Linked DNA regions of Culex pipiens: region 2 is linked to region 1. Evidence: chromatin contacts called from public Hi-C data. All regions are on one chromosome and are shown on one strand. The core of a region is the stretch at or near the end of the contact, and the rest is flanking DNA. Distances in the headings are between cores, read along the strand shown.

Region 1 (6,449 bases), core at 1,542-4,041:
ATTCTTAAATTCTTAAATTCTTAAATTCTTAAATTCTTAAATTCTTAAATTCTTAAATTCTTAAATTCTTAAATTCTTAAATTCTTAAATTCTTAAATTCTTAAATTCTTAAATTCTTAAATTCTTAAATTCTTAAATTCTTAAATTCTTAAATTCTTAAATTCTTAAATTCTTAAATTCTTAAATTCTTAAATTCTTAAATTCTTAAATTCTTAAATTCTTAAATTCTTAAATTCTTAAATTCTTAAATTCTTAAATTCTTAAATTCTTAAATTCTTAAATTCTTAAATTCTTAAATTCTTAAATTCTTAAATTCTTAAATTCTTAAATTCTTAAATTCTTAAATTCTTAAATTCTTAAATTCTTAAATTCTTAAATTCTTAAATTCTTAAATTCTTAAATTCTTAAATTCTTAAATTCTTAAATTCTTAAATTCTTAAATTCTTAAATTCTTAAATTCTTAAATTCTTAAATTCTTAAATTCTTAAATTCTTAAATTCTTAAATTCTTAAATTCTTAAATTCTTAAATTCTTAAATTCTTAAATTCTTAAATTCTTAAATTCTTAAATTCTTAAATTCTTAAATTCTTAAATTCTTAAATTCTTAAATTCTTAAATTCTTAAATTCTTAAATTCTTAAATTCTTAAATTCTTAAATTCTTAAATTCTTAAATTCTTAAATTCTTAAATTCTTAAATTCTTAAATTCTTAAATTCTTAAATTCTTAATTCTTAAATTCTTAAATTCTTAAATTCTTAAATTCTTAAATTCTTAAATTCTTAAATTCTTAAATTCTTAAATTCTTAAATTCTTAAATTCTTAAATTCTTAAATTCTTAAATTCTTAAATTCTTAAATTCTTAAATTCTTAAATTCTTAAATTCTTAAATTCTTAAATTCTTAAATTCTTAAATTCTTAAATTCTTAAATTCTTAAATTCTTAAATTCTTAAATTCTTAAATTCTTAAATTCTTAAATTCTTAAATTCTTAAATTCTTAAATTCTTAAATTCTTAAATTCTTAAATTCTTAAATTCTTAAATTCTTAAATTCTTAAATTCTTAAATTCTTAAATTCTTAAATTCTTAAATTCTTAAATTCTTAAATTCTTAAATTCTTAAATTCTTAAATTCTTAAATTCTTAAATTCTTAAATTCTTAAATTCTTAAATTCTTAAATTCTTAAATTCTTAAATTCTTAAATTCTTAAATTCTTAAATTCTTAAATTCTTAAATTCTTAAATTCTTAAATTCTTAAATTCTTAAATTCTTAAATTCTTAAATTCTTAAATTCTTAAATTAAATTCTTAAATTCTTAAATTCTTAAATTCTTAAATTCTTAAATTCTTAAATTCTTAAATTCTTAAATTCTTAAATTCTTAAATTCTTAAATTCTTAAATTCTTAAATTCTTAAATTCTTAAATTCTTAAATTCTTAAATTCTTAAATTCTTAAATTCTTAAATTCTTAAATTCTTAAATTCTTAAATTCTTAAATTCTTAAATTCTTAAATTCTTAAATTCTTAAATTCTTAAATTCTTAAATTCTTAAATTCTTAAATTCTTAAATTCTTAAATTCTTAAATTCTTAAATTCTTAAATTCTTAAATTCTTAAATTCTTAAATTCTTAAATTCTTAAATTCTTAAATTCTTAAATTCTTAAATTCTTAAATTCTTAAATTCTTAAATTCTTAAATTCTTAAATTCTTAAATTCTTAAATTCTTAAATTCTTAAATTCTTAACGTGAAGACTTCCTTCATTGTCTTGATTTTTCGTTCAAATATATAAATTTTGCGTCGCTTTCAATATGTTGACAAAATTCCTTCAACAAGTTGTTTAGAATAGTGCCCTACACATGCGAATTCCTTTTGGTAACTATTATTCCATTCCTTGTAAAGTTATGAAAATCGTCATTAATCAACTAGGACGTCAATGATTGTACCACAAAATTATATAAATTTGTAAACGCATTTGATTTAGATCGAAAATTCTTTCAGTGGCTTGAAGAACTCAACACCCGGCACATGCTGATTCTTTTTGGTGCTGAAATTCGTTAAATTGAATTTAATACAGAATATTTTATAGTGATGATCAATTTTCTTCGAAAATGATCAACGGCTTCACCTTAAATTCTTAAATTCTTAAATTCTTAAATTCTTTAATTCTTAAATTCTTAAATTCTTAAATTCTTAAATTCTTAAATTCTTAAGTTCTTTGATTCTTTAATTCTTAAATTCTCAAATTCTTGAATTCTTAAAGTCTTAAATACTTAAATTGGGTCCTAAAATTAAGCCTAAATTTGAGATATTACTATTAACAACAATAAAGCTTATTTTTCTGAGTAAAATGGCCGTTTGTATAACCTCAAAGGATGTAAAATGGATTTTTAAATCAATTTTTATAGATTATCTTCGCGGCCCTTCTTGACAAAAAAGGTCCTACTTGACAGCTCGTTCGGGGACCATATTTAGTCCATCGAAAAAATGTTGCCTTTTCAATTTTTTTTTTTTTGCATTCACATTTTCTATTTTATTTCTAAAGTGATCAGAAAACTTAAATTCTGAAACTTTCCGTGTTGGAACACGCAATTTGGGTAATAACAACACAATCTTTGGTCATCTTTCATGACCGTGCACGTCATTCGATTTATTTTTCAAACGATCTCACCACCACACACAAGCGTTTATTTTGATGCGCGCTTTTTGCCCTCTCTCTTCTCGGTCCACGCAGCGCGGGAGAGTGAGAGAGCGAGAGCGAATCATCAGCCAGCCAGCGGGCGCCGCACACAACTTCAAGTCTTCAGTCTTCGGTCAGCTTTTTTCAAACACGGAGCAGAAAACGCCAGGAGAAAATGCAAATGGCGTACCTCGGGCGGACGTCGTGAATTTGTGCCAGGGAAAAGTTTTCGTCGAAAAGTCCGTTTTGCGCGATGTATTAGCGGGAAAAGCGGGTGCGAATCGCGAGTGCTAGTGACGGGCTCGGCCGGAACGGTGGAGTACGGACTTCCGGCGGCCACGGGCGGATTTTACGGCGGAGTGCAGATTTCGAATTTTTGGCCGCGGGAAAAAATGCCAATTTTTCGGTGAAAATTTTTGTTTCGAGAGGAAAAACTTGAGCTTGGAACCGTCCCCGGCGTTACGACGGGTTGAACGATTGATTGGATATCAGTGGGGGAAAAAACTGTAGCAGATTCCCGGAGTGCGGTCCGTTTGGGGGAAGGAAAATTTTCGCGCTTGAATCCGCGAAGGAAAAAACTCGCGTCAACTCCGTCGTCGTTTTAGCTGGCCTCTGTTGTCGAGTGAGTATTTTTCCACCACACCAACTGCCCTCCCCCCTCGGTTCCAGCTGGAACCGTGTTCCGAAGATCCCGGAGAGAAAAAAAAAAACCCGTTCAAAACAATCCCCGATCGCAGAGGTAGAAGAACCTCGCAAAACATTCCGGATCGGCGCGGCAGCGTTGGAATCGGTTCCCGCAGTCGCCACGTACAGGGCGTTCCTTCGTCGCAAGCGGTCAGAGTTGTTCTGTTCGGTTTGGACGTCGTAGCGATATCTTTATAATATTATACCAGCGAACGGCGGGGGCACGCACACCAGCGAGGACAAAACTTTTCGCTTCCCAACACCACTACGTGGCAGTGTGGCCAGAACGGACCGGATGGTGGCGGCGACGTGGCCGCGTCGAGAATCTCGTTGGACTTTTGTTGCGTTTTCCAATTAGAAAACATCTTTATTGGAAAACTTTTCAGAATTCGGAATTCAAACTTAGCGAGAAAAAAAGCGGTTCCCCACTTGTTCACCTCTAATACGGACTTCACTTTATAGCACTTGTTCCAGTCAGCAACCAGTTTCCACGAAAATATCAATAGCTCCATCAGATTATTTGAATCTTATGTCTATGATTGGGAAACGAGAAGGCGAGTAGCACGCTGTTACGTCTACAACGAAGCACCTGTAATCTGGCGACAACAAACAATCAAAGAAGTTATTCACGAAAAATTCTGGAGCTTTCATTAAAATGAACGAAATTGGAGTTGGCAAGCTCAACGGCTTAAAAAAATCGCAGATGGAGAAAGGAAAAGTTACTTATGATCTGGGAAGATCGTAGCGTTTATTTTGGCAAGCCTATTCTTTAAAAAAAAATATCGTACGTGGCCTAATATGGAGTGAAGGAGAGAAGCTGTAACGTTTATGATAAAATAGTTATTTATTCAAACTTTAACGTAACTCATCTTTTCATTAATTTCTGAATTGGATACTTCTATTGTGAATCTACAGTGAATCATCCAGAATTAGATATGCATGAATTATTTGGAATTTGAGAGCTATGTTAAGATATTTGATTTCTACGTCTGTAATCGAAAAGCTCATCTTGACTTGAGTTATTATGTCATCTTTATATTGGATTTTCATGGCAATTGATATTGATTTATGTTTTTGGGAAACGCTAGTTTGGCTGAAGTATTCAAATTTTCATAATTTGCAATGTTGGTATCAAACGACTCAAAATTTTGAAGAATATTTCCCTAGATTAGAATTGTTTAGTATAAAATTTTAAAGTTTTAGCAAAATACCGTTTATTAGAACTGCAATTTTTATGACTTTAAAATAGATTTTAATCATTTTTTCTGAAAATACTAAAATTTAAATATTTTTTCAATACATATCTGTATACAACGACGCCATATTTTGTATACATTTCGACTTGATTAGAATAGTTTAGTATAACATTTTCAAAATTTGACAGAATACCCACCTTCCCCCCTATGTCATACTGGCACGCTGGTTCTAACATTGACGATGAGTTTGAAACAAACATCGGAAAACTTGATTTGGTAAAATAAAACAGAATTTAGAATTGGGCAGGGTGGAAAAGGATCGTGTCTGTTAGGGATTTAACCCTATTATTCAAACTAATTTTTGTTGTCGATTAATCTCATTAGCAATCTATCTGATCTCAGTCATACTTGTTGGACGACAGTTACTTCCAGGGTGGTTAAAAATCTTCGCGGATTTCGCGATTTTCGCGGCGCGGATTTCGCGGATTTCTGTTGAATGTTCCTGTGGGTCTATCTTCAAGAATACAACGTAGATTTCGATGGCTAGTGAAAATGTTTGTCTAAATATAGTATTTCCAGAAGAAAGAACGCAAATTTATCTAAATCCTGCTCGGTGAGAGCAATTTAGATTTCCGCGAAATCCGCGAAATTCGCGAAAATCGCGAAAATCGCGAAGATTTAACCACCCTGTACTTCTATACCCCAAATATCACCCATCCATGCATCGTTAGTCCCTTCTTCACATCTGCAAATCTCCCAATTAGAAAAATTAAACAACCAAACGCGAGCAAAACAAACCCAACAAATCTCTAGCCGGGGAGCTGGCCTCTCGGAGAGATCATTCGGTTTAAGAACCGACCGATCACATGGCCGGCACGTTCCGGTGGCCACTTCCGACGGGGATCTCCGCCCAGCAGGTTCGTCCTCTTCGGCAGTCCGCGAGCGACTGTCAGTTACGTCCAAACGAACGAACGTTGTCGTTTTTCTGTTTTGGCGTTTTGCTTTTCGATTCAAACAGAGTTCAGTTTGGCTTGGTTTGGGTGATGGTGGTGGTAAAGAGCAAACTAAACGGCTTTAAGGGAGGATGGGATGGGTTGAGTGTACGAGTCGAGGTTGAGAGGTGGTGTATCTCTCTATAAAAACAAGCTGAACAGTTCAGCTCTTTAGCCGTGCTGCGACATGTGGAAAGGCGCAGTTTGTGGAGTTTAGTGACGATGATGTTGTCGAGCAGCCAGAGAATGGAAGTGATGCCATACTGTATGGTTCATGTAGTTTCAATTGATTCGTAATATTTTCAATATTTTTCTTTAAGATACACATTATTTAAAAAATGAACAGTTGAAAGAGCAGGTCTTATTTTTTTTTTTGCGGTTTCCAGTAAATATTTAAAGACAGCCTACTTTTCATTGCTAAAAATAACAGTTCTGAAAATTGAAATTTTCATCACCTGTATCAAAAAATCACATTTTTTTTATTCTGTTTTGGTTTTTGTGTTTACCAAACACGCGGATGCCAAACTAAAGCGGAGAAACAAACGTCTTTCTGAAAAAAATTGCATTCAAACGTGTTTTATAATTGCCAAAAAAAATTGTATGCAACTTGTTGCAAAACTTGATTTTTCAGCACTTGTCGCATTTATCCAACTCGGCATACTCATTTAACAACTTTTTATATTAACTATTTTTTTCCAAATTCAAAAATAAACATAGGTAATTCTACTTGCTAAAACTAGAAGATTATTTTCAAAAATATTTTTTTTCCAAATTTTTTTGTCTTTTACCGATCTGTGATCCCAAAATTTCTTAAAATATTAAAAAAAAAGTCATTGTTTGACTGACAATGCATAAATAAGGGTTTTACTGCTTTACAATCTATACTGAACAGTTTACAAGGGA
Region 2 (6,412 bases), core at 2,000-4,499, 200 kb after region 1:
TCCGAAACTTCCGGAAATTTTATGCAACAGGCTTACCAAAGAATCAAGTCGAAACTTCAAAATGTTGAAGACGGATCCTACTCAGACTACTTCAGTGAGTGTGGGCTACAGTACATTGTTCTAACAACTTATTGGGATGATCTGGGTCATCCAAGGACTCCCTGGAGTTAAGATCTGTGGGTCTACCGCCGTAACAAGCCAGAGGTCGACGGAACATATCCGCATAGCTTCAGTGAGTATGGTAGACTACTCCAGGGAGTCCTTGGATGACCCAAGACAGCCCAACAGATCAGCAAAGTAGTCTACCATACTCACTGAAGCTATGCGGGTATATTCCAGGGTCAAAATCCGTCGACCTCTGGCTTGTTACGGCGGTAGACCCACAGATCTTAACTGCAGAGAGTCCTTGGATGACCCAGGACATCCTAAAATATCAGCAAAGTAGTCTACCATACTCACTGTAGCTATACGGATATGTTCCGTGGTCAAAATCCGTCGACCTCTGGCTTGTTACGGCGGTAGACCCACAGATCTTGGATGACCCAGATCATCCCAATAAGTTGTTACAACAATGCACTGTAGCCTACCGCACTCACTGAAGCAGTCTGGGTAGGATCCGTTGTCAAAATTTTGAAGTTTCAACTTGTTTCTTTGGTTAGCCTGCTGCACAAAATTTCCGGATGTTTCGGATGGACTAGAACATCCCAGGTGTTCCAAAACCGTGCTAAAATGTTTTTATAACATAACTAAACAAAATACAATTGATACATTTTGAAAAAGTTCCGACAAATTACGAAATCCCAAAGATTCTTAATTTAGGTCATATTCTCAATTTAAGTCACGGATTTTCTTTTTTTAGCGATTCGAGATTTAAACACCCCCATTTCGTTGTGTAAATCAAGAATATGGTGCATCAATTTCGACGTCTTCGGAGTGGCTGCTTTTTCTCTTTTTTTGACGTCGCTCCACCATCGCCTGGTGGAGATTTGGACGGAATTGCGGCTAATGGAGATTTGGGCGGAATTGCAAATTTCGCAAGAGGTGGAAAATTTGTAACTATTGCTCCCAGATTTTATCCGCTCTCATTGCTTTTATTTTTCAATGATTTACATAACTCCCAGCTGCTGCTGCGTCAGCCGGTCCTGAAAGCTACAGTTTTAGCATTAAGACAGAAAAATTCAACAGTGTGAAGTTTGTTATGGAGTTTTTGATGATAACTAGAACCAAATGCAGCAATATCGGATTAAAATCCGACGCTAAATTGCAATTTCGAAAACTGTGATCGTTATTTTTCCAGCTGATCGAACAGAACCTGACACAAGGTTAAAGATCATAATGCTAATGCTAAAGGGGGCTAGTACCAGCCGGCTGGTAAAGCAATTTAAAATACAATTTCAAACAATAGCAAATGATGGATCTAACACGCCAAATACAGGCAAAATTGCGCGAGATAGAAAAAGAAAGATCAAGCCTCGTCGACGCTCTAATTGCGAAAATTTGCAATTCCACCAGAATCTCCATTAGCAACAATTCCGCACGAATCTCCACGAGCCAATGGTGGAGCAACGTCAAAAAAGAGAAAAAGCAGCCACTCCGAGAACGTCGAAGTCACAAGCAAAATCAAGAAGTTAACGATGTCTTCGAATATGTTACACATATCAACGATGCAAACGATCAAGAATCGTCGTCGTCGTCCGTAGAAGACGGTTTAAATGGAGCTGCCGACAGATCGAAAGTTCGTAATCGCGTGCACTTGGCGTGACGCTCTCGGTACTTGAATCCTACGTCCCGAACAGAGATGAAGTTTCATAATCAACATTGAATCCTTCAAAAAAATGCAGTCATCAAACCCAACACCACAAAAAACACAAACACAGAAAATTCATTCAACAAATTTATTCCACTAATTACAAAGTCGTCACCCGAACTGCTACTACTTCTCAACCTGCTTCGCACTTCCGCTGCTCGCCTCCTCCTGCACGATAACCTGCTTCAGCAAATCTTTCTTCTGCTCAAAGTAATCCCGGAACCACAAAATGTGCTCCCGCTTCTCGTGCGCACTGATAAAGTAATTCTTCGACAGCCCCACACAAACAAGCTCCATAAAGTGCCGGATGGGGCCCCGCTTCGGACACCACGGTTCCAGGTGGTCCTCGAGGAAGATGTGCTCGGTGAAGGACACCTTCGCCTCCTCGTCCAAGCCCTGCTCGTTGTTGATGGGGAATCGCCACAGTTTGCCCTGCTCCGTCCAGAGGGCCATCTTTTGGAAGTGGTTGGCCGGCGGGTGGGTGACCGCGAGGCGGAGTTCCCGCTCGTGCAGGGCATTCCAGGTCTTGAGGACGTCCGGACTTTCGCGCAACAGCGACGGATCGGTGAAGATGCCCAGCGGTTCTCCGTCGAACAACTTGACGCTGGCTCCCGTAGGAGGCGGTACAAGTGCCGTTAGCGGAGCTCGTTTTCGCTCGCGAGGTTCCCTCGCGTAATCTCCCCGATGTTCCTTCGAAGCCTTCTTCTCGATCGACTTCCTCACGACGTTGCTCCGGGTAAGCTTGACCTCCTCCTTTGCCGCGCCCTCCCGATCGACCTGCATACCGGTGATGACGTCGCTCAGACTGGACCCCTCCCCGCTTCCTCCGAGCAACTTGGCCAGCAGTTCCGCCTCCGTTTGCTTGGCATCTCCGCCCAGCGAACTCGCGACCTTCTTCGTAGCCTTCAGCAAATCCTTTGGCCGTTCATCGTCCGAGTCCGACTCCGAATCGGAATCCTTCTTGGCCTTCTTGCTGCCTCCCTTCTTCTGGCCGGCAGGTTGAGCCAGCTGAACCTTCTTCACGAGCTGGACCTCGTTGCCGGTGTTCATCATCGAGAGCAGCTCGTTGAGGCGACTCAGGGCGGCGGAAGGAGCGGCCGCGGGTTTCTGGTCATCTTTCGGTTGTTTTGGCTTACGCTGGCCATCGTCGTCCTTGGACGAGTCGGAGCAGAAGTTGGCGTTGGCCAGCAGCCGGGCCGTGCTGGAGCTCTTATGTAATCTGAGGAGGGAAGGCGATTTCAACGTTAATTTAAGTGCATTCAGAAGTAATTTAATTATACGAACCTGCTAATGTTTGAACGAACTAAATGAAACATTTTTCACTGTTTTTAGTGCTGTTTTTCAGAGAAAATATTAAACTTTTTGCACAAAACAGCACCCACTTCGCTCGTGGTTTTGTTTATTTACATGCGGTGAAATTTTCTAAACTGACGTCTGTCATGAACGCACGACGCGTGATTTTAGCCAGTGCACGTGTGATGAAGATTGCTCAACTTTTTGGTTAATTTTAGTGGCTCGTTACACTGATTCATGCAAATTTTTACATTGACGCCAACGGTTCAACGAAGCTTGGAAGGAACGCTGGAGTTTTTTTGAAGTCCATCAAACCTTTTTTTAATTTTGACTTTTTCTTTCTCTGGCAATCGTTTTCTAATTAAAAAAAATTTAATTGTTTTATTTTTTTAAATAAAATTCTGAATAGTTTAAAAAAACAGTAAAACCTGGTAAAACAAATAATTTTTGACTTTTTTTCTATTTTATAATTTTATAGATTAAAATTATTTTATAAATATCTCTTGATTTTTTTTAATTTTAATTTTTTTTTTCAAATATTGGATTTTAAAAAAAATTTGGAAGTTTTGGACTTTAAAAATTCATTTTAGGAATTTGAGAATTTATGAATTGAAGAATTTAAGAATTTAAGAATTTAAGAATTTAAGAATTTAAGAATTTAAGAATTTAAGAATTTAAGAATTTAAGAATTTAAGAATTTAAGAATTTAAGAATTTAAGAATTTAAGAATTTAAGAATTTAAGAATTTAAGAATTTAAGAATTTAAGAATTTAAGAATTTAAGAATTAAGAATTTAAGAATTTAAGAATTTAAGAATTTAAGAATTTAAGAATTTGAGAATTTAAGAATTTAAGAATTTAAGAATTTAAGAATTTAAGAATTTAAGAATTTAAGAATTTAAGAATTTAAGAATTTAAGAATTTAAGAATTTAAGAATTTAAGAATTTAATAATTTAAGAATTTAAGAATTTAAGAATTTAAGAATTTAAGAATTTAAGAATTTAAGAATTTAAGAATTTAAGAATTTAAGAATTTAAGAATTTAAGAATTTAAGAATTTAAGAATTTAAGAATTTAAGAATTTAAGAATTTAAGAATTTAAGAATTTAAGAATTTAAGAATTTAAGAATTTAAGAATTTAAGAATTTAAGAATTTAAGAATTTAAGAATTTAAGAATTTAAGAATTTAAGAATTTAAGAATTTAAGAATTTAAGAATTTAAGAATTTAAGAATTTAAGAATTTAAGAATTTAAGAATTTAAGAATTTAAGAATTTAAGAATTTAAGAATTTAAGAATTTAAGAATTTAAGAATTTGAGAATTTAAGAATTTAAGAATTTAAGAATTTAAGAATTTAAGAATTTAAGAATTTAAGAATTTAAGAATTTAAGAATTTAAGAATTTAAGAATTAAAAAAATTAAGAATTTGAAGGTTTAAAAATTTATAAATTTAAGAATTTAAGTATTCAAGAATTTAAGAATTTAAGTTTTAGTAATTGATTTTTTAATTCAAGAGATTAATTTTTTTTCATTTCATAATTTTTAACTTAATTTTTAAGCCTTAACATTTTTGTATTTTCATTTTAGAATTCTTTATTGATTCATTGGTTTTTTTTTCAATATTTTTTTTTCTTAATATTAATTTTATGAGCTTTTCAATGCTACAATTTTATTTTTTTCGAATTTTAGATCTTTGGATTTATTTTTTTTTTTAATTTTTGAGTGTGAATAATTTTAAATTTTGATTTTATTTAAGTGTAAACCGCAACCAAGGAAGTTGCCGTCTTCTTACCCCAAAATTATCAATCTTACGGACCCAATCCTGCAACAATCCGATAGTAAAAAATTTCAAATTATGTTGTAATAAATTTGTGTACAGGAATGAATCAAAAATTGAGGATACTAAAATGTCTGTAACAAAAATCTTGGTGCAAAATCTCTGGTTGATGCGCACCGTTAATTTTTCAATTTTTATTTACTTTAATTTTTAATTTCTTAAAATTTCTGAAGATTTCATTATCCGAGGATTTATGGAAAAAAAAATTTTTTACCGTTTCTTGTGTTTTTTAAAATGGAGTTTTGCGTTCCTTCCGAGCTCCGTACTAGCCTGTAAATTGAACTGATTGTCATCAAATTTAACGAAAAAAAAACCACAGATTTAATCATTTGATGATATTGTTAGATATTTATTTGTCTTAAATTTGAAACTGTAAAAAGATAGTGAAAGGATTTTTAAAAATACTTTATTTTAGTCAATTCTTGATGCCAGCAATTGTTTCGATTTCTTGTTTTCTGATATTCATATATTCCGTAATGCACAACTGTTTCAGCACATTTTAAAGCAAATTTGTTTAATTTTGTCAATTATTTTAACCATTTGCGTGCAACTAGCTTGAAATCTCGGAGTCAAAATCGATTTTTTATTGTTATTATTTTTGCTTGGCTTCCAAATATACGCCCAGCCTAATTTGTTTGAGTTTTGAGTGTTGTGTTTGTGATATTATTCCAACTATTTTTCTTTATTTATGTATTTAAGTAGTAATATATACGTTTCTGATAATTCTTCTGTTCTGCTAAGGAAATCGTTCTACTTGATTTTTTTTTATCTCTCTCTTTCTCTCTGATTGATTGACATTGAAGGCAAACGTATTGTAATTTTGAATTTGTATATTTAGAGTTTTTTTTCTTGTCACAATCTCTCGTCGCGCGATAGGTGTGCTTAACAACTAAAACATTCAACGTGGGAAGATTTGAAAAAAATAGAGGGGGGAAAACATGCAAGACATAATTAAACAAAACAGAATTTAAGATAAAACGAGGGTGTTGGATAAAAAGTTTGCTAAAAACTTAGTCGCACAGTGCTAAATCAACTTTTAAAAACCTAAACTGTAGTTGTGTCCGTGTGTAAAAAAGTAAGCTCTCTTAAACGATACTTTTGATTATCGCGGGTGAATAAATTGCAGCAGCTGTTGGAGAAGTCGTGTGTTGTGCCGTCGTGCTTTAAAACAGAATGATTCGCTTCTCGACCGTCTTGCGACAAATGGGACAACCGTCGATCTGGTCGCCGCACATCTGGCACGTCCCGTGGCCACACAGGAACACCATGTTCCGGATGCGGTCGAAGCACACCGGGCACATTGTCTGGAAAAGAATTTTGATTAGTTTTTGAACAAAAATTGAGGGCGGATGTTCAAGCTACCTGCTCCTTAATGTCCTGAAGTTGCTGCTGCAGCTTTTGCACGTCGTCCACCAGATTCAGATTGCTCGGAGCGGGTCCACCGGCCACCGCCACCGGCCCAATGTTATTCGTCGT

The links. Hi-C and Micro-C count contacts between places; a contact is called where the count stands out from the background.
Region 2: a Hi-C map of whole body shows a contact between it and region 1, with 8 times the contacts expected there. The contact joins the promoter of LOC120428653 here to the promoter of LOC120416825 in region 1. A contact is called at or near these places in 2 of 3 Hi-C or Micro-C datasets (embryo and whole body).

Annotation. Positions count from the first base shown.
Region 1 is chr2:214,388,619-214,395,067 of TS_CPP_V2, forward strand. It overlaps LOC120416825 (mRNA (2'-O-methyladenosine-N(6)-)-methyltransferase), which reads left to right and starts at 2,792. Exons shown (of 5, transcript XM_039578711.2): 1 at 2,792-3,296.
Region 2 is chr2:214,590,048-214,596,459 of TS_CPP_V2, forward strand. It overlaps LOC120428653 (28S ribosomal protein S31, mitochondrial), which reads right to left and starts at 3,250. Exons shown (of 2, transcript XM_039593700.2): 1 at 3,092-3,250; 2 at 1,882-3,026. The coding sequence starts at 3,123. The coding sequence ends at 1,934. It overlaps LOC120428644 (E3 ubiquitin-protein ligase mind-bomb), which reads right to left. Exons shown (of 4, transcript XM_039593684.2): 3 at 6,299-6,412; 4 at 5,402-6,240. The coding sequence ends at 6,100.